Regions from separate parts of the Zea mays genome. Here region 2 is linked to region 1. Evidence: chromatin contacts called from public Hi-C data. All regions are on one chromosome and are shown on one strand. Each heading gives the region's core, a stretch centred on a gene start, on an enhancer-like site or on the middle of the called end of the contact. The rest is flanking DNA. Distances are from core to core; before and after follow the strand shown. Region 1 holds the start of LOC100191427. Region 2 holds the start of LOC100381341 (protochlorophyllide reductase B).

What was found. Hi-C and Micro-C count contacts between places; a contact is called where the count stands out from the background.
Region 2: a contact with region 1 is called in a Hi-C map of leaf, with 8 times the contacts expected there. The contact joins the promoter of LOC100381341 here to the promoter of LOC100191427 in region 1. A contact is called at or near these places in 4 of 25 Hi-C or Micro-C datasets (ear, endosperm and leaf).

Annotation. Positions count from the first base shown.
Region 1 is chr5:25,648,521-25,656,116 of Zm-B73-REFERENCE-NAM-5.0, reverse strand. LOC100191427 reads left to right here and starts at 4,812. Exons shown (of 14, transcript NM_001365488.1): 1 at 4,812-5,452; 2 at 6,551-6,650; 3 at 7,303-7,596. The coding sequence starts at 4,995.
Region 2 is chr5:25,839,129-25,846,724 of Zm-B73-REFERENCE-NAM-5.0, reverse strand. It overlaps LOC100381341 (protochlorophyllide reductase B), which reads left to right and starts at 2,795. Exons shown (of 3, transcript NM_001414345.1): 1 at 2,795-3,232; 2 at 4,244-4,769; 3 at 4,881-5,909. The coding sequence starts at 4,430. The coding sequence ends at 5,395.

The sequences.
Region 1 (7,596 bases), core at 3,563-6,062:
AGATCCAAGCAATGAAAATTGCAAGGCAGGCAATGGCTTTCCACTTGGAGATTTCAGGGAACATGTATTCTCAATTGTTGTCCCCTTGCTCGCCACTGCCTATTTGCATGCATAAAGAATATAACCTTTTTGTTGGAATGGAGAAAATCTCAAGATTTCAGGCCTTGATCCTTGTAATAAAAGGAAAAAATAAAAAATTGTGTATTCGACAAAGCATCAATTACTGGCAACTGTTGAATTATGAGACCAAATGTTTTACTTGTAATTTTATGAGTCATCAAAGAACGAAGAGGGGCTTTCTCCCAGATGGCTTAAATTGCCATGTGGTGGCATAATAAACTACCTTATAGTACCACGTATCAATAATTGGAGCAGTAGCCATGGTAATCAACAATAGATATAATACCTCTGCTGCCTCACAATCATTTTCTCAAGTTCCTTCATAATGTTGTGACCATATATCTCTAGAACTCTACACAAAAGTGACTCGGCTTGTAAATAACAAACAACTACATGCCTCTTTAGACACCAAACTGAACACAACAAAACAGAGAAGGAACCTTTCAGCTTACCCATGAAGACGACGAACATCAACAGAACCAAGATCAATCACAAATCTGGTCTTCTCCAGGACCTTGTGCTGGTAGGGGGGTCTTCATCACCCGCTTCATCAGCTTCTCCATGTTAGCACCTAGAAGGGAATATCAGAGAGAAGAGATATGTTCAGGTAGAAGAAGGGTTGAAGAAGGAGATAGCAGCGAGGAGGACGATCTGATTTGATACAGAGTGAGTAGTATATTGCCTATATGACATGTTTTTTTACAGATGCAGGGAAACACTATCGTTGTTCCTGATGACCAGCGGTGTGACACATGAAGATATGCTTAAAAGTTTGTAATTAAAACATGGTTGTATTGTTAGTGAATGTTGTAATGTCGTCCAGGTTTCCACCCACACCATGCCACTGATCAGGCCTGAATGCATACTGATTTGAGTACTGCTTGGAGGACTCATTGAATGGGTGCATGATTCATACCAAACGATCAGTGCTGCTCACTGCGACCAAATAATAAGCTCCTATTAAATATGCTGGTACAAGAACAGGATGAGACCTCCGTCCTACACAAATCTGTCCACATTGGACCAAAAAATAAAAGGAAAAAGGACTCCAGTAGGTGCTGGTAGGTCCTGGTTCTTTTACTGTTTTACATAGGGAATGAGTGAGCTTGCACCAAAGTTTGCTTCGTGTAAATTTTTACCAAGCAACAAGGTTTTATCTTTTATTCGTTATATTTAGCTTCTATGTCACCGTGTAGGGCATCTCATCTGCTCATGTACAGAGGATATTCTAAAGCAAACAGAGAGAAAATAGAATTAAAAAATTGGAGTATCCAATTCATTATGAGGAATAAAGAATTTCAACAAATTATTGATGTATGATACATTGTAACAAGGGAATAACTACCTGGAGAAGATTAAGCAAACTGGCATGCTGATTCTCAATCTGAACAAGCTGCATCCTGATCTTCAACAGAGCTTCATCCCTGTGAGCTGACTGAAGTTCGTCAGGTGCATCCTCAGTCTCAGCTGTCTCTTCAAAGTCACCATCCCCACTGTATGGAAAAACTTTGGATCCTGACTTGGGACCAGCCAGCTTCTTATAACCCTTGTCGCCAGTTTTCTGAAACAGCACCCTCCGAGCTTCAAGCCTCTCTCTAACGCTGCCCTCATTCAGGAGCTTCTCCTCGGTCACCATTTTGGCTGGCGTCGCATCTGAAGCGACGGTAACATCAACCCTGCCTTCAAATTTCTTGGCTTGGTCTGTGCTGCAGCGTGAAAGAGGCAAAATTTTCTTGCCTACGATGGAAGGAGTGCTGCCTTTTCTGTTGGTGACATTGTGTGATGTGTCCGGTGGGGGCTGCCTGTTAGTCGGCCATGAGTTCCTCCTTGTAATTGAAGGGGTGGAGGTGGAGCCTAAGGAATCAGCGGTGTCTGTCCAATTATGCAATCAAACAATCTTAGAAAGAACATCCATGGTCTGATGAATAACTCTCATGTAGACAACTAAATCCAACAAATATAACACCATGAATATGTTAAAGAAAATGGTTATAAAAAATGCAAATTGTTTTCTTCAGTGTGTTTTACCAAGTAAGGACTATTTCTGTCTCTTTTATCAAGTAGTAGATATTTTAAGTGTACTTACGGTATGCAGTCCAAACCAATCATAGACCTTAAATAGAGACACATCACCTGTGAGAGAAGATGTAGACTGGGACGATGGTGGCACTTCGAAGGAGCAGACCTCCTCATCCAAGTCTGGGATCTCCCTCCATGCTTCGATCATCCGGTTCATGGACTCGCGCACTGTTTTCACTTGCATTGTGCCAAGAAGTGTCAGAAATGCCAAGACGCCGCAGATCTCTACGAACATCAACAGAACCAAGATCAATCACAAATCTGGTCTTCTCCAGGACCTTGTGCTGGTAGGGGGGGTCTTCATCACCCGCTTCATCGGCTTCTCCATGTTAGCACCTAGAAGGGAATATCGGAGAGAAGAGATATGTTCAGGTAGAAGAAGGGTTGGAGAAGGAGATAGCAACGAGGAGGACGATCTGATTTGATATCTGATAGCCAAATTCTTCCTATCCCTCCAGAATTCTCACACCAGCCTTATATCTCACCTGCTACTTGCTATTACGCTCAGGCTTACAAGGCCCATTCTAGCCCATATATTCTCATATTATCGCACCACATTACCACATCGAACCCATAACCATCTAGTATACCTAACATTCCCCACTTCTTGAAATACAGCTTGTCCCCAAGCTGTCTTTCGCATGAACGCCAGGATCCCAAAGAAAGACGGAGATATTGCCTTGTCCACTGCTGACAGGACCCGGACCAGAGGTAACAAAGCCAGCACCAGCAGCAATCCCTGAACCAATGAGATCGAGGCTAGTGATAATGACAGTGCCAACAAGTCCAACACCAGTGAAAGCAAGGTTCCATTGTGTTATCCTCTCCATTGCAGCGTACCCTCCAGTTGCAAATGCCATGAGTATTGTATTATATGCGTACGCACAAGGCACAACTCTAGCTGTCTCTGTCTGGTCAAACAACTCCTCAGCATCATTTAGCTTCTCTGCCTTGCACAACACCCAAATCATGCTCGTGGTGAAAATGAGAGCCTGAGCATTGCTGATGCTAGCGATAATTGCTAGGATATGCTTGGTTGTTCTCTGGCTGTGAATTAAAGGCTCAAGAACGATGAAGATGTGCCCCAGCGCGATGAAGTGGTCCCAGCTGCCAGACATCTGGAAGGACGTCTGGTTCTTGAGCCACCAGAGCAGCCTCAGGCCTGTCGTGTTGTGGTCAGCAGCAGTAGAGTTATTCCCCCACAGGTGGCTGCCGACGTCGAGGCCGCGGATGAAGCAAATCATCGAACACCTGTTGGGCAAGGTGTTGGGAACTGCCTCCTCCTCGTCGTGGCGCAGGCCGACGATGAGGTCACCGTTGGGGCGGCGCATGAAGACGATGGTGGCCCTCGTGTAGACAATTGAACCTTCTAGGAACATGTTAAGCCACGTTCTGAGATCGGCGAGCTCGACGGCTGCCTGCCCGCCGCATGAAACCACGACGTCTGCCTCCGGAGCCACAGGGTCCACCGGCCATGAGCGCTTGAAGCCTAGGTCCCCGAGAGGCTGCTTCAGGTACCTCTCCTCCAACACTCTGGACGAGTTGAACACGAACCTCCAGCTGGCTTGCAAGTTCCACAGGCAGTGCTGCCTCACTGACGCGTCGATCTGCTCATCCAGAGCTCCTGCCATGTAGTTCCTGCTCCACCCGATGGGGAGGAGTTTGTGTTGGTCGTGCTGGACGCGGTAGATGTGGCAGAACTCCCATGGGTTGCCCCTGGTGTCGTGCATGACTTGGTCCTGTACGCGCGCCTCTCCATCCGAGTCGAGCTTGGGGAAGATGGGCTCCGCATAGTATTGCACGTGCTGCTGCAGCTTTGTGCCGTTGGTGTCCAGGTGGAAGTGGTTCATCTCGCGAACGGAAACAGAGGAAGATGTGGGCGCAGCCGTGACCGAGGCGGGGCCACGCTGGACGAGCTCCTTGGTGAGGTGAAGCGGTACGGCGAGCTCGAGGGAGATGTCGGTGATCTGAACAGCGTCGTTGGTTGTGCACGCGAACACCGCAGTGTCGACGACGAGCTGCTCCGAGCAGACGAGGTTGGATTCGTGCAGATCCGTGGCGCGCACCTCGGCGATACGGCGCCGCTGCACCTCTAGGTCGGCCAGCCTCTGCACCGCCGCGGTTGCCTCCATAGTCGCGCGCCACTTGCGGATCGGCTGCTTGAGTTGGCTCCAGCAGTCGGTCGTCGGGAGCGAGGGTCGTCCCGCTGGTGGCCTCGCAGATGGGGGTGAGTTGTGAAGGCGTGGCGAGCGGGGCGAAATCCTCGCGCGGCTGGGGAGGAAGGGGACAAAGCTACCTCCGGAAATGGCGGCGTTGAGCTGCGCAGCATGTGGCTGGTGGTTTGCGAACGGGGAGGGAGGCCGGGTTGCGGGAGGGGATTCGCGCTGGGGGCAGCCGGTTCGCGCGGGCTGCTTCAGGCGGGGGCAGTCTACACTTCCCCCTTAATAGTTAGTAGAGATAGGAGATCCAACGGCTAACCGCCTCTGAGCCACTACTGCCCTCCCCGCCGTTCTGACACCTGAGGCGTGATGTTCCCATTTCCCAACAAATCCGACGGCTGAATCAGACAAACCAAACCGTATCCATCTCGCGGCCCCACTCGCCAGTGGCACAACAACCTGATCGAGCCGAAGCCGAGTTCCTCGCTCCCCCAAAATCCCCCAAGCAGCTCTGCAGCTGCCCCTCACAACTTCATTCCCAAATCCGCCGCAACGCGAAGCAAACGACGCCCCGAACACACCCAAGCCACGCCCAATTCCTATCTCTCGCCGCGCATCGACGACGGCGCGGACGCCATGATCCTGCGAACGTACGGGCGCAGATCCCGCTCCTTCTCCGACGGCGGGGGCGGGGTCTCGTCCTCGCAGGACGCGTTCGACTGCGACGACGCCGCCGACTTGCTGGTGTCGTCGGCCTCGCAGCCGCTCCCGCTCCCGCCGTCGCAGGAGTCCTCTTCGATGTGGGACTTCGACGAGGACCCACCTCCGTCCCCGCCGCGGCCCCGGCCGGAGGGGCGGCGGCGCGGGGCAAGAAGAGGAGGGTGGGAGCTCGCGGAAGCCCCCGCGGTGGCGCCGACGGCAACGCTGATGGAGGCGGAGGAGTACGGAGAGATGATGGAGAGCGTGGACGAAGTCACGTTCGCGCTCGACGGGCTCCGACCCGCAGCGCAGAAGCGGACGCGGCGGGCCAGCCTGCTCGCGCTGCTCGGGATCTGCGCCTCCGCCGAGCGCCGCCGCGTGCTCCGGTCCCAAGGGTGAGTGCATCAAAGGCGCCTCTTTTGTCTTGTGCTCAACCAATAACATCAATTAGGTTCTTGCTTGTCTTTCTTAGTAATCTTGACCGGAAAATCGAGAAGCGTGATGGTTTTCTTGTGCGATTGGGGCTCGAGACTAGGGTTTCCTTGAGAAAGGGACCACCTTTCTGCCTTTGGACCATGGGCTTCCTTTGTTTGATTGGTTTCGCAATAGATGGCTAATTCCTTGCCCAGAACTCAAGTATATTGGTTTTATGGTTCAATGGTTCCCCGTTTGTAGGCTAATTCCTTGCCCAGAACTCTTTCTGTATTATTGTAGAACTGACACTGTTGATTCCAACAAGCATTATTGTCACTTTCGTTGGTTTAGAACCTAATTTTACAAATGTGTTTAAGAAGTATGCACACGCATTTGAGTTGCCTAGGAAGATTTCTAGCAGATTGATACCTTCTTAAGCTGAGAGATTGTATCCTGCATGGTCCCTGAAACAGTAGCATGGTTGGTGTTTAGTTGTGCGGTTGTGCCTAGAATTTGGTCTATCTTGTCTGAATTATATGTGCTCATCTCAAGCATCATGGCAAGTTATCTGAAGAATGCTGTTTGGTAGAAATGGAAATTATTGAGGTGTAGCTAAACTTTTCTCCTTAGGCAATAAGCATATACATTTACTTTGCGATTTCTGAGAATTGGGCATGTTTCCAGTCAGGATTGAACAGTAATAATTATTATCTTATAAACTGAAAGTTTCACTTGAGCTGAAATGTATCATAGATTGATAGGTTTACTCTTACACTCACAATTATGCCAACATTGATGCTGTACTTCATTTTTAAGTTAAAAGCATAATACTTGGTTAGAATAAGTTGAAGCCTTGAAGGTGTGTGATATCTGTTTTTCTGTCTGACCTGGGCTTCAGTTCTTGGAGCAAGGTCAAATGTTCTATGTCCAAAAGAATAATTAAATTATTATTGAATCTAAGAACTTCTCCAGCTCTAAAGATGTTAACATTTAACAATTAACAAACACAATATTAGATCTGTCACCTTTTTCGCATTCTATTACTTATACAAATGGCTTCTTTTTCTTATATCCTGTAGACTGGTACAGCAAATTATCGATGCTATTTTGGTTCTGGACATTGATGATCCTCCCTGCGCTATTGCTGCAGGAGCTCTTTTATTTGTTTTGGCAAGTGATGTGAGTACCTCTTGATCTCTGTCTAAATCACACATGCTGTTATGCATATTAAATACCTCTTATCTCAAATTTGCCTTCACCTAGATGATTACAAGGTGGATAAAAGCTATCAATTTCCCTTGTGTTTTCTCTTTTAGCTGCAACCACTTCTTTCACATTACAATGCCACTTGTTTTCATATTGCAAGGCTGGCATGTTCTATAAAAGAATCAAATAAGAAACACCATGATTGAATCTCAATATTTTGAATGTAAAAACTAACTAGAAATCTGTTGGAAATAAATCTCAGGCAGTATTGTCATTTAAACTTTTTCATTAGTTTGACCTAAATGACTCTCTTTAATATTGTACTAGTTAACTAACCAATGGTTCTTCTCTTTCACCACTTTCTTTCTTTTTACTTAATAAAGTTTTTGACTTTTCATTATCTATGAGATGCAGCTTTGTCCATTGTTACAACTTAATGGAGGCATTCTAACTGTAACTTTAATGATATTTTCATATTTTTATATAGTGAACCTATGTAACTCTAACCTTACAGGCATACAAAAGGCCAACCTTTAGAAATTTGATTGATGACACTAGATTCTGGAACTCAGGTAGTAGTACTTCAATATGAGTTCAGCTTATTGTTTCCTTTGTTATTATTCAGGTCCAAGACAATAATTCGCTGGATTCAGAAACTTGTGTCCATTTCCTTCTTAAATTATTAAACCCTCCAGTGAATGTTGTTGATGCCAAAGCGCCATCAATAGGTTCCAAACTTCTTGGAATCAGTAAATTTCAGATGCTTAACAGTTCCAATAAGGATGCAGATTCTAGTTCAGAGGACATACTTTTAAAAGTTGAAGAAATCCTCTTAAGCTGCAAAGAGATCAAGCCACTAGACAGTGATGATAAGAAAACAACAAGGCCAGAACTATGTTCAAAGTGGCTTGCTTTGTTG
Region 2 (7,596 bases), core at 1,546-4,045, 190 kb before region 1:
ATGAGGCCGTTCAAATAAGGCACTTCAACTCCCAAGCCACCTCCATACTCCTTGCTTCCTTATGCAGAGAGGAGTACAATAAGGTGCAAGAGTTGAAGAGTACCAAAGAAATTTGGGACGTCCTCAAGACGGCGCACGAAGGAGACGAAGTGACAAAGATCACCAAGCGGGAAACGATCGAGGGAAAACTCGGTCGGTTCGTCCTCAACAAGGGAGAAGAGCCACAAGCAATGTTCAACCGGCTCAAAACAATGGTGAACCAAGTCCGCAACCTCGGGAGCACCAAGTGGGATGACCATGAAATGATCAAGGTTATTCTAAGATCTCTTGTCTTTCATAACCCCACTCAAGTGCAATTAATTCGTGGAGATCCTAGATATAAACAGATGTCTCCCAAGGATGTGATTGGCAAGTTTGTGAGCTTTACACTTATAATCAAAGACTCCAAACACATTGTCAACTTGGAGCAAGGCGCTACCTCCACACCCGATGTGCAACCCATTGCATTCAAGGCAACGGAAGAAAAGAAGGAAGAGTCACGCGCATCATTTATTTATTATTTCTTTTACAAACTGTGCCCTAATTCTATTTATTTGCACGCACAACCTCTGTTATCTCATGCACACAGTATTGTAAAAATTGTGTTACCAAATTGTGCTATGTATCACGAAATACTCTAGTTTTACTGTGGTTTTGCTGAAAATATAGTATTATGTCATAATATACTTTATACCATGGTATTAAATTACTATGGTTTGAGAAAACTCCACTTCAAAACACACCCTCAATGTGATCCCTGATTTGGTAATTATATGTGGCACCTTCCGAGCCTTTCTGAAAGAGAGTCTTAATTAGTTGAAGCAGCGGATTAAAGAGGTAAGGAACTTTGTGTTACTCTTTCAGTAGTCAATTTTTTATTCTTTTCTACGATTAGGTTCTCTTAGACAAAAATAAAGGACTCAAAACTGCCTTCAATATATTGCTACTTGAAGTTGTTGTTAAGATAATCTGTCACTTTACCTAACTACAACAGTAAATTTAATCTATCTGCACATTGCATCCATAGATTTAGTGAAGTGGGTACTCAGAAGTGGCATGTCATCCTGTGTGTTGTTACCTAATTTAAATAAATATGACTAGTGCTATCATAAACAAATAAGCTGGTGCATGTCTAAACTTTGGTGCATTCCCTTATTCCGCATCTTGTTAGATTGTGGTGTTGGTATAATACAAGAGCAGTTCCTGACGCTTGTTCTCATGAATAAGCTCAAATTTTGGAAAAGTTGCATGGATACAAACCCACATGTAACCATTGTTTGAGGGCTCGTAATAGATTTTCATTTTCTTTCCCATTTTATTTTAATGAAAATTAATGATGTAGTTGTAGGCTTGTAGCTTTTACCATGGTAATGGTTTTATTGCACGTAAAAGCGAGCTTCCTGATTGTTATTATAGGTTGGTAGAGTTTTAGATGAAAGTATCTGGATCACAATGGTCAGGACTCTCTTGATATCTACCAGTCCTGAGTTCCCAGATATGTGTAGTATATAAGATCAATGTTATATGTGTTTCTATAAACCTAAGGGGTGTTTGTGATGGTTTCAGGTTCTAGCTTCAGTCTAGAGTTGTAGTCTATAATATCAATTTAAAATAGTTTTAAAAACATTTCTAATCTAAATAATAAATAAATGGTTTATTTAAATATCTTTTAAAGACTTACATCTCCAGCTTCACGATTTTCCGTAGCACCTAATAACTTGCTCCAATAAATCTACTAATTTTTTTGGAGCTGGAGCTGTCCCAAACATGGTTTAAGTGTTGTACGAAGATTTGCTGATAAGCAACTGGCTTAAGTAATTAAGCGGTCAACTTCTTGATGTATTAGCCTGTTTTTGCACCCTTGATGTTGTGTTGTTTGTGGTAGCTGTTTTGGTTTGTTGGTTTGGCTGAAGTTTGTTGGTTCACGATGCTAACCAGTAGCTTTATGTTTAGCGCACTAGCAAAGAGTGGAGGGGTGGCCTTTGTCCTGTGTCTTGACAAATAAAATCTGTCCCTTCTTCCAATAATTTAAGTTAGTTTGCTTTCTAATTTTATTCGGTGTTGGGTGTGTGCATTGTTTATCTTATATATTCTTTTCTTTGCACTGATGCATAGCTCTGCCATTGTGGTTCTAGAAATTTGTTCAGAATAATTACCCTCAGTTTATATCGACAGAAAGTACTATATAGCTTATATAGGTAGAACTTGCTTCTTTCTTATATGATCTATGTCGTCATAATGTATGAACAATCTACTCACTTTTTAGACTTTATTTTTTTTCTGATATTCACGTTGTGGTATAATTTGATTTTTATCAATTTAGTTCTGTATTGTTTGTGTCAAAGAATTTATGAGATATTGAGATCGATAATATATGTGGCACTCGTTTTTATATAATCATTATATATTAATATTTTATTTAATAATTTAAATGTCGTTGCAATTATGGTTATATAAAGGGAGAAATATTAAGAAAACAGTGATGGATGCCCTCACGCTCGAGATGTGTGCCGAGGTCGAGGCAACAGCGACCGATCCCGTCCGTGCGAGGAGACAAAAAAAATATCAAAGCCTGCTAATTACCGAAAGTATCCTATCTAACTATCCATCCCCAGGGTGGGACCGGCCTGGGGCAGGGAAATCCAAGCCACCAAGCTCCCATTGGCCGGGCTTGTGCCAGGTCGGCGCCGCGTGGCGAACCCCACCCCACCCCACCCTATCGCGTTATCGCCACCGGCTCACCGCTCACGGTCACGGCCGAATAAACTCCCGCGGTGCCGTGCCTCGCTTTCGCATCCCCCCGCGGAGAGGAGAGGAAGAAGAAGAACCCAGCCAAATCCTCAGTCTTCAGGCTGCTCACAGCTCGTGCCGTCCACTCTCCCCCGAGGCAGTCTCTTGCGTTCGCTGCTCGACATGGCGCTCCAGGCGGCGACGTCCTTTCTCCCCTCGGCCCTCTCCGCGCGCAAGGAGGTGAGCGGCGCAGTTCTGCGTTTTCCAGCGAGCACCGTGCTGTTCTTTCGATTCGCGCTCAGCTTCAGTGTCCGAGCTGCCAAGTGGCGGCTCTGGTAAGTTGCGGTTGCAATGTTGATGCTGTGTGCAGGGGTCGGTGAAGGACTCGGCGTCGTTCTTGGGTGTTCGTCTCGCGGCGGATGGCCTCAAGCTGGACACCACCGCTCTGGGCCTACGCACCGTGGTATTTGGACTAAGGCTACTGCTTATATATTACCTTCCGTCTTCTTACGAAGCTCCTTAAATCGTGCTCCTATGTTGAAATGGTGTGGTATGAAGCTGAAAATAATAATTTTTCGCACATTCTCCATGCACTTGTCGGTCCTGTAGGCTGTAGCTAGCTGTTTTGCTAAACAGATCTCCAAAAGAGTTTTTTTAAATCTTTCAAGCAAGGAGCTGAAATATATAAAAAAAACAGCTTCATTAGTAAAGCTGAGTTGTGCCAAACGTGGATAGGGATAGGGAGCGGATAGTAGTCTTTGCCTACTGAAACCTTGGACATCATTTGGCTGGCTAGAATTGTCTGTCTTCAAGTTCAGTGTCTTACTGACTTTCTCTATTCCAAGTACAAGGCTGAAAGCCATGGAAAGTCTTGACTGGATAGTTAGGGTTATTTTGGAAACTGAAATCCTTTTTGGAATTTTTAGAGATCGAGGAGAAAATTAGCTTATTTTTCTCTCAATCCCGGGAATCCAGAGCGGATTTAAAATTTTAAACTAGGCTTAAAGGGACATTTTCTTCCCAGCATCACATGTATAACTCGTAATTGCTACTCCTAATGCCAAATTAAGCAATGGAGTACTTTGTACGCAGTAGATCATGTTAATGAGGCAGCTCTGTGGTCAACTGGACACTTGAGCCTCAAAGTTGGTGTTTTTTAAGGGAAAGATAAAAGTTGAATTTAGGTTGTGTCATGACATGACACTGTTCGTTTGGTTTTAATCTGTATTGGCTTCTACTGCTTTTACAAAGGCTGTTGATTAAAGTCTATTCAGACGGTTGTAGTTGCAGCTGCAACTGACTTTAATCCGAAGCCGGCAATCAGGCATTCTAGGATCATCACTTAATTTTACCACTTCAGATGTCGCTAGCCTAGCCATTGTAGGTTGTACATTGTTTGTCACTGGTTCCCTGTCTGATGCTTGATGTCACTGTAAGTCTGTAACTAAAAAAAATACACATCCAAAACCTGCAGAGGGTGAGCAGGTCGGCGGACATCCGCGCGCAGACGGCAGCGGTGTCCTCCCCGTCAGTGACCCCCGCGTCGCCGTCTGGCAAGAAGACCCTCCGCAAGGGCACGGCGGTCATCACCGGCGCGTCGTCCGGCCTCGGCCTCGCCACGGCGAAGGCCCTCGCGGAGACAGGCAAGTGGCACGTCATCATGGCCTGCCGCGACTTCCTCAAGGCGTCGCGCGCGGCCAAGGCGGCCGGCATGGACAAGGACAGCTTCACCGTCGTGCACCTGGACCTCGCCTCCCTGGACAGCGTCCGCCAGTTCGTCAGGAACGTGCGCCAGCTGGAGATGCCCATCGACGTGGTGGTCTGCAACGCCGCCGTGTACCAGCCCACCGCCAAGGAGCCGTCCTACACCGCCGACGGCTTCGAGATGAGCGTCGGCGTCAACCACCTCGGCCATTTCCTCCTCGCCCGCGAGCTCCTCAGCGACCTCCAGTCCTCCGACTACCCCTCTAAGCGCCTCATCATCGTCGGCTCCATCACCGGTACGTGCTGATCGATAAGATAGACTGATAGTGCCGCGCTGTCGTACTCTGCCTTATGGATCTGGACTCCTGTCACTGGTGGTCTGAGCTGCGCATTGGCTGATCGAGCAGGGAACACGAACACGCTGGCGGGGAACGTGCCCCCGAAGGCGAACCTGGGCGACCTGCGCGGCCTCGCCGGCGGCCTCAACGGCGTTGGCAGCTCGGTGATGATCGACGGCGGGGAGTTCGACGGCGCCAAGGCATACAAGGACAGCAAGGTGTGCAACATGCTGACGATGCAGGAGTTCCACCGCCGGTACCACGAGGAGACGGGCGTGACCTTCGCGTCGCTCTACCCGGGCTGCATCGCCACCACGGGCCTGTTCCGCGAGCACATCCCGCTGTTCCGCCTGCTCTTCCCGCCGTTCCAGAAGTACATCACCAAGGGGTACGTCTCCGAGGAGGAGGCCGGGAAGCGGCTGGCGCAGGTGGTGAGCGACCCCAGCCTGACCAAGTCCGGCGTGTACTGGAGCTGGAACAAGAACTCCGCGTCCTTCGAGAACCAGCTCTCTGAGGAGGCCAGCGACGCCGACAAGGCCAAGAAGCTCTGGGAGATCAGCGAGAAGCTCGTCGGCTTGGCGTGATGCCCACCGTGGCCGGCGCCGGCAGCCGGCGACAGTTTTTCCTACCTAGGACATGCTCATTAGTTGGTCTCACTCTCAGTCGAGTAGTCGACGTGTGGTGCGCCCGTGTCAGAGTGCCAAGCCAAGACAGAAAGTGAGTACAAACGTGTAAAATATGTGCTACTGCGACGTGATGGTTTGGGCAGTGGACTGTATGTATCTCTACTCTCTAGGCTTCTGCTTTGCTTTGCATATTTAATTTTCTGCTAATAAGAGGACAGCAAATGCCTTTCGAGCTTCTTTACTTTGTCGGCATTTAGCAGATTCAGATTTTTCTTGAGGACATGGCACGTGAATAATTTCTTCTGTCAGTAGTTCAGTACAAGTTCTCCAATGTTTTTTGTATCCAGCTACTCAAATGTTCCCAGCACAGAATGACACACTTCAATCCATTTCCATTCTCACTGTACACGAAAGTAAACTAGGATAGGGACCTGCATGTTCTAAAAAATATTTCAGATTCAGATTATTTCCAGAAACATTTCTCAAAGGGTGTTTGGTTTTAATGACTAATTTTTAGTCCTTCTATTTTATTTTATTTTAGTCTCTACGTTAACGAGTTTTATTTTTCATATTTAACAATTTAGTTACGAAGATAGAATAAAATGAATGGACTAAAAATTAGTTTTTAGAAACCAAACATCCTCTAAACAGAAAAAGAATCACCTACCGTACGTTTGGCTAACTTACTAGATTAATGTCTCGAAAAAAGAGGATCAAATATATCAATATGCCATTGACGTGTGATGATCCCCCTCCCCCCGTGAGTTGTCATAAAACGAAAATAAAGTCTTGTATAACCATAAATAAAGTACAACCAATTTCCCGCTCAACTCTGCAGAGCGTGTACGTAACATAAGCAACAAATTCCTCTGAGGTATGTAAAAGAATAATTATTTTTCAGGATTGGTTTGGTTATTTTCATTCTATTTGGATCGGAGGGATTGATATGAACTGAGATAAGATAGATTTTAAGTTTCTAGTGATTAAAACTTACTTAATCTCTTTCAATCCATATGAATTAGGATTGAAACCAACATAGCCTCGAGGTATCTATTTAGATATATAAATATTAATGCGTTAATTTTTTTTATAAAATAAGTTAGTGTTGAGACTATAGATTTCCGAAGGATGTCTGTTGCCACCCTTGCTAGTAAAAAGTACTCGGAGGACTAAGGACTTAGCACTTGTTTAGTTAGAAATGGATTGAAAAGAATAGGAGGGGATTTAATTATAGTCTATTTAAAATTAAATAGAAAGAAATTTAATTTCCATTAATCTCATCCAATCCTCATGACCTCTGGCAGAAGACCGTTTGCTTATGTTTTCTCATATAGATTTTCTATTTTTCACTATTGGAGATTCTATTTGCTTGTCATTCTAAGACATGCTTATCAAACTCTATGAATTAACAATTAAAATCCGTCGAACTATTCGTGCAAATAGATATAAACGTTGCAGGACCTCTCCGGATTAAAAAGTAAGCTACAATAATAAGAATTACTGTAAATATACAAAAGATAAAAAAATCTTATTTATCTAGTTCCTATGATGCACTAAGAACTTATAAACACAGATAATTTGGTTACTCTTTAACAAGCACATGAATCCTATTTTTCTAGTTCATATGATGCACTGGGAGCTTATAAACAGAAATAATTTAGTTACCATTTCATGAACACACGAGTATTAAGGTTATCTCCAACGCAATATCTTCTACATCTTTTTTCCTATCCATCTTTTATAGACTCTTAAAAGATATTTTCTCATATATATATATATATATATATATATATATATATATATATATATATATATATATATATATATATATATATATATATATATATATATATATATATATATATATATATATATATATATATATATATATAGATTAAGAGATCTGAGCTTTGAATAACTAGAGGAAGTCCAGGTCCGACGGTGCAATCCGGTCGAGCCGGACCAGGTCCGAGCGTCTATAAAACAGAACCCGCAGTGTTAGGTGTCGGCGTTTCGAACCCGAGGGGTCCCTGGACCGACGAGTAAATTGTCGCCGCGTGCCCCAGCCCAGATGGGTCGGCGCGAGACGGAGCGCGAAGGGGGAAGAAGCCGGAGGGAGACAGGCGTAAAAGGGGAAACCCGTGGCCTTCGTGTTTGTC